Linked DNA regions of Cricetulus griseus: region 2 is linked to region 1. Evidence: chromatin contacts called from public Hi-C data. All regions are on one chromosome and are shown on one strand. Each heading gives the region's core, a stretch centred on a gene start, on an enhancer-like site or on the middle of the called end of the contact. The rest is flanking DNA. Distances are from core to core; before and after follow the strand shown.

What was found. Hi-C and Micro-C count contacts between places; a contact is called where the count stands out from the background.
Region 2: a contact with region 1 is called in a Hi-C map of liver, with 3 times the contacts expected there. The contact joins the enhancer-like site here to the promoter of LOC100756748 in region 1. A contact is called at or near these places in 3 of 8 Hi-C or Micro-C datasets (the CHK-Q cell line, the CHO-K1 cell line and liver).

What each region holds. Positions count from the first base shown.
Region 1 is chr8:56,688,015-56,690,947 of CriGri-PICRH-1.0, reverse strand. It overlaps LOC100756748 (cytochrome P450 26B1), which reads right to left and starts at 1,460. Exons shown (of 6, transcript XM_027428537.2): 1 at 504-1,460. The coding sequence starts at 707.
Region 2 is chr8:56,851,646-56,854,578 of CriGri-PICRH-1.0, reverse strand. The region is part of intron 1 of LOC118239270 (a long non-coding RNA gene); the gene reads left to right. Among named protein-coding and RNA genes, the nearest start is that of Dysf, 420 kb to the left of the region's middle. Within about 2 kb of position 1,453, at least 1 of the 6 cell types and tissues checked has open chromatin away from gene starts, as enhancers often do. A contact at or near this core is called in the CHO-K1 cell line, where this site is marked.

The DNA.
Region 1 (2,933 bases), core at 211-2,710:
ACACACACACACAGAGTTGTATGTGAGTAGCATCTTATACCAGCCCAATTACCTGAGCCGGATACACTGCAGGATGCTGCCCAGGTCTTACCATTCCAAGCTGCCACCGGCCCTCTCCTCCTTTACCTCTCAGCGTCTAGATAAATACCCAGGGCGCTAACACAGACTGGGGCTCAGAGACAGAGGCGAAAGCTAAGCAACGCCCCTCCAGACTTGCTCCGCAGACCTATTCGAGCACCCCTCCTTGGGCGCCCAAAACCCAGGCGCGTCACATTTGGGATCCCTCTCTGCTCACACCACCCCTACTCCCCACCTTCACCGGGAGCAGGAGGACTCCGAGCCGAGCTGCAGGCGAGCTGGGGAAACCCAGGCGGCGCCGATTGAGGCAGAGAAGGGGCGGGGCGGGAACCGGCGCGTCCCTCCGAGTGTCCGAGCTACCGGCGCCCCCTGGCCGGGTACCCGTGGCTAGCGGACTCTAGGAGCAGCTGGTCGAGTGCGCTTACCTGTAGCAACCAGTGGCCGGTCTCTCCGATGAGCGGGAATCCCATGGAGCCCTTGGGGATGGGCAGCTTGCAGCTCTTGTCGCGGGTAGCAGCCCAACGTAGCTGCCACAGCTGCTGCGACACCGCCAACAACAGCGTCACGGACACCAGGCACGCGGCGAGGGTGGCCAGCGCCGACACCAGCTCCAAGCCCTCAAAGAGCATGTTGGCGGCCGCTCGGGGGATTGGCTGTGCGGGCCGCGAAGGGGGAGGGGAGGGCCGGACCAGAGTGACGGGGGAGGGGAGGCTGCAGCCGGGGGTCCTGGCACCCCTCGGCGAAAACCAGGAGATAGGGCCGAGAGAAAGGCTGAGAGGTGGTCGAAGAGAGGGAGGAAAAAGATTTCCTGGAAGAAGAGAGAAGATACAAGGCGACTCTAGGTGTAACTTTGTTTGTTTGTTTGTTTGTTTGTCCCTTTATGCGGGCTTAGGGCTGCTCTGGGGAGGTGAGGTGGAGCTCAGTCAAGTTGGTGAGCTTGCTCTCCCCCCCAACCATCACACTAGAAAAACTTTGAAAAACTTTATCCACCAGGAGCCTCTCGGAAGCTCCTTCCCTGCTCAAAGCGAGGTGGGCAAAAATAAGGGGAACCGAGAGCTAGCGGAAATTGCGATCAATTTATCAAAAGTATCCCTTCAAAATTCCTAGGTGCATAAAAAGGAAAAAAAATAGGAATCCAAAATTCCAACGAACCCAGAAACTTTGGGGGCTTGGGAAAAGGCTCCCCAGATGAGGCGAGTGCAGAGGCTGGAGCGGCCGCGGCACCCAGAGGGCACCCAGAGGCGTGCGAGGCGGGCGCGTTGGCCTGAGCGCGAGTGCGGAGTCGGCGGGCCGCAGCCGGGAAGGGACGCAGCCGGCGACAGAGCCCCGGGCGGGCTCTGGGGCGGCGGCGGCGGGAGGAGGGGTGAGGCGGGGTGGGGTTGGGGGAGGAGGTGGAAAACCCGAGCCCGGCTATCTATCAATTAAGAAAAGGCAGTCTGTCCCGGGACGCAGTCTCTCGGCTCTGGAGTTGCTGTTGGGGGAAAGAAAAGAGAGGAGGGGGGAAAAAAAGAAAGAAAGAACGGCAAAAGAGGATAAAAGAGGGGGAAAGCAGAAGGCAGGACTTCAGGGATGGTGGTTTGAAAAGCGTCTCTCAATCTGATTTGATCCAAGGCAAGGCGATGCGTGTGTTTATATAGAGGCGGGAGGCGCGCCGTGGGCACACAGCCAGCACCCCCCCTGGGCGCGCTCACAAAGCGGGAGGCGTGGTGAGAGGCCGGCCGGCTGCCGAGCGTGTGAGCTCCCGCCGGCCTCCCGCCCAGCCGCCCCGCCCGCGGCCCGCCGGGGACCCACTTGTAGGCGCCTCCGGATCAAACTCAGTTCACCTCGCGCCTTCTTTTCCTTCTCGCCCGCGTCTCGCCGAGTCCAGCACCTACAGACAGATGAGATGAGACACACGCCCCAGAGCGCGTGCACACACAATCGCGCTCGCGCTCGCACACACACACCATACACATATACACCACATACCACACACACACACACACACACACACACACACACACACACACACACACACACACACACACACACACACACGACACACGAGCGCGCGCGGTGCGCACTGTCTTGGTGCCCATTTGGCTACTAAACTACTTCGCTCCCGCTTTTTCTCCCTCCTAGGTTCTCGAACCCGTCCTCCAGCTTCCAGCAGTCCCGTTGTAGAAGGTCCTTGTCAGACTGCCCCCCTCGACTGGGGGTTTTCAGAAGTCTCTATTGGTACCCCATCCCGCGGATTCCGCGGGAACCCCTGCAGACAGCAAGTACCACGTTTGTGTCATTCCCTTGCAACTGTCTCCAGCAGGGTCCTCATTCCTAATCTCCAAACCTCAGTTGTCAAGGTCCACTTGTTTCTTACCCTCCAAGGCGGGAGGGTCACCAGTCGCTGTGTTTGTCCCGGGCTACTGACGCTGAACTCCTCTCCGACACCTCCGAGGACCACCGCAGCCACCACCCCGCCGCCGCCGCCACACCCACCACCACCACACCACCCACCCACCCACCCACACACACACACACACACACACACACACACACACACACACACACGCACACACCGTATGTAGTTACAAGTCAGCAGCCTGCATTCCCTTAACTAACTGTAATACTGGTCCCAGAAATTGTCCAGTGCCTGAGACAAATGCGGTGGCCCCTGCAACTAGGAGGCCTGCATGTTTGAATGTTTGAATAATAAACATGTCTGTGAGTGTGGCCACCTCCTCAGAGCCGGCCACAGAGAACCCAGAGCGTGTGCCTGTGTGAGGTGTGATTGTGGCTCCAGGCTGCACCTGCATGTGCTCCCGCCTAGCGTCGACCCGACCGTGGTGGAGAGAAGTGGGTCTCCATACGTGTCTGGG
Region 2 (2,933 bases), core at 204-2,703, 160 kb before region 1:
TGGACTGCACAAAGAAAAATAGGACCCTGGCTGTAGGAGTCTTCTATGGTCACCCAAACCTTGTAGGGACTGGAAGGCAGTGGGGTATGTGTGTTTGATCTATGAGATTTCTGAACAGAGGTCTTTCCAGGTCCCGTTGTGTTTCAAGGGCTAACAATTCTTCTGACCTCCCCAGCACTGTACAGCCCTTTCACTCCTCCTCTGGGGGAGGAACCACTCACTGCAGACAGCTGTCCTGAGTCTCCTATCAGTCGAGGGACTGTAGATCATCACCTGTAGGACAGTCACACAGCATCCTTTCTCACACCCTATGGTGACCTCTTCCTCTGGATTCTGATGGAACAACTCTGCCAGGGCTGAGACCTTACCCCCTTTCATCCTTCCACAGCCTGCCCTGTCTCCAGCAGGTGTCTCTGCTCTCTGTTTCAGTACCTCACTCAATGGCCATGCATGTACCTGGGACAGATGTAAAGCCACACCTAAGACCTTCCCAGGGTTATCCTTTATTGAGTATTCCTGAGTGAACCCTCTCTCTCTTGCCTTTCTCCCTCAAAACCTTTCTTTCTAGTAGGGCACCCAGTCAAGGGTCCAGGTGAAAACTCCTCTTGTGCTGGGGAAATAGTTGGTAGTGCTTGCTCTGTAAGCAGGAGAACTTGAGTGTGATTCCCTGCACCTATGCCAAAATGTCTAGGCATAGTGGCATGCACTTGTAACCCCAGAACTGGGAAGGCAGAGAGAGACCAGAGGATCCCTAGGTCTCACTCGCCAGCCAGTCTAAGTGAATCAGCAAGTTCCAGGCCAGTAAGAGACCCCATCTCAAAAGACAGGGTGGATGGCTTCTGAAGAGTGACACCAGAAATTGACCTCTGACCTCCACCTGCACATGTACATTCATGTTTATGCTCTCTCTGTCTCTGTCTCTCTGTCTCTGTCTCTGTGTCTCTGTCTCTGTCTGTGTCTCTGTCTGTGTCTCTGTCTCTGTCTCTCTCTCTCTCTCTCTCTCTCTCTCTCTCTCTCTCTCTCTCTCTCTCTCTCTCTCGGCCAGGCACTGGGCTGGAGCTGTGACCTGCTAGAGGAGAGACCCTATCTAGAATGTGCGTTGTGCTGGGTGAGCTAGGAGCAGCCCCATCTCATCCTATCCTAAACCCTAACCCTAACCCTAACCCTAACCCTAACCCTAACCCTAAACCCTGACCCTAACCCTGACCCTAACCCTAAACCCTAACCCTAACCCTAAACCCTAACCCTAACCCTGACCCTAACCCTAAACCCTAAACCCTAACCCTAACCCTAACTCTGACCCTAACCCTGACCCTGACCCTGACCCTGACCCTGACTCTAACTCTGACCCTAACCCTGATATGCTGAGTTCAGGGTGGGAAGGATACTGAGGGGATCATGAATACCCAGGCTGCAGTCCCGCTCTGCAGCCACTAGGCCATGCTGCTCCCCTGGGAAGAGCTCCAGCAGCTATTCCTGCGGGAGGTGGCAATGCCAGTCAAGCCTCTAGGGCAGGCCAGGAAGCACTGAGAGGACAGCCAAACAGGAGGTGGCCACAGAAAACAGCTCCCAGAGTGTTGAATACATGTTGCTATCCTATGACAGAGAGGTGAGCTGAAATTCACAAGGTCTAGTGTAGAGACCCCAGAGAAGGGGCAAATATTCCCTCAGGAGCCCAGTAGCTTTCTAACCTCACCTTGACTCCATTTCCTGCTCCTTTTCTGGCCTGAGATGGAAGGAAGTCATTTCCCAGATGGCCAAGGTGCCTTCTACAACTCCTTGACTGCCCCCTGAGATCCTGGGTTGTAACCATGGAGCAGCACCCCTTCCCTCTGTCTACTTCCCCTGGACCTCTTCTCTCCTACCAACTTGCCAGAGCTTACCTAGATGTCTGCTCTTCCCCGGGTAGTCTGAAGCTTGGAGAGGTGAATAAGACATCTTCTGCCTCCAGCCTTGGAGCTCAGATCTCCAGCCAGAACACTGGGCAGAAGAAACAGAGGCTGGCAGAAGGAATGAGGCTGTCCCTTGTTGCATTAGGAGGAGCCCATGAGCCCAGGCTCAGGCTCACATACAGTTAGCCATGGCAGACTCCTGGCCATAGACTCTTATTTGAAAACTATGAATGGCTCTGAGCTGCCCTAAGAAAAGACAGACAGAGGCTGCGAATGGTTTAGCTTTAACAACATAAAATTTTATGTTCCTTAAACATACCAATCACCCTAAATGGCCATTAAGACATCACGGTCAAGGGAACAGTCTGGCTGCTTCATAGATAAGGTCAGAGTTCCCCTGTGATTGACAGGCTAACTGCTCCCAAGCAAGCTGGTGTTGTGCAAGTTTTCTGTACTAGGGACAGTGATCGCTGCCATCTGGAACAGGCTGTGCACCCGGAGGCCGACAGGGCCTGGTGTGATCACCTCTGTCCCCCAGGAGTTTGTTCAGCACACATTCCATCAGCAGGGCCCAGTTCCTCTCTAGCCTTGTAAAAAGCATCACAAATTCTAAATTAGATGTGTCTGAGTGAAGGAGGGCCTCTCTGTCTACCTCTAAAGCTGCTTCCATCCATTGTGTGATGCTCGCCACACCACCACCCCGGTTAGAACTGCAGTTCCACAGGGACTTGGACAGCTTCTTCTGTTTCATCAATTCAACCATTATTGATTGGCCACCTGTCATGGGCTCTACCTGCTGCTTCAGAGAATGCAAACATGGCAGGGACATGGGCTCTACCCTCAAGAAAGAAGATGTAGTTTCTGGCTTGTGGATCCATTAGTATTTGATGCTATTTTAGATGCTTTTACAGCCACAATATTCTTGAGAAAGGGGCAGAGCTACTATTGTTCCCATTTGTCCGGAGAATAAACTGAGGTCCAGAGAGGTGGACTACCTCCCCCCAAGCCATATGGTACATTCAGGATGGATCATAGCAAGAA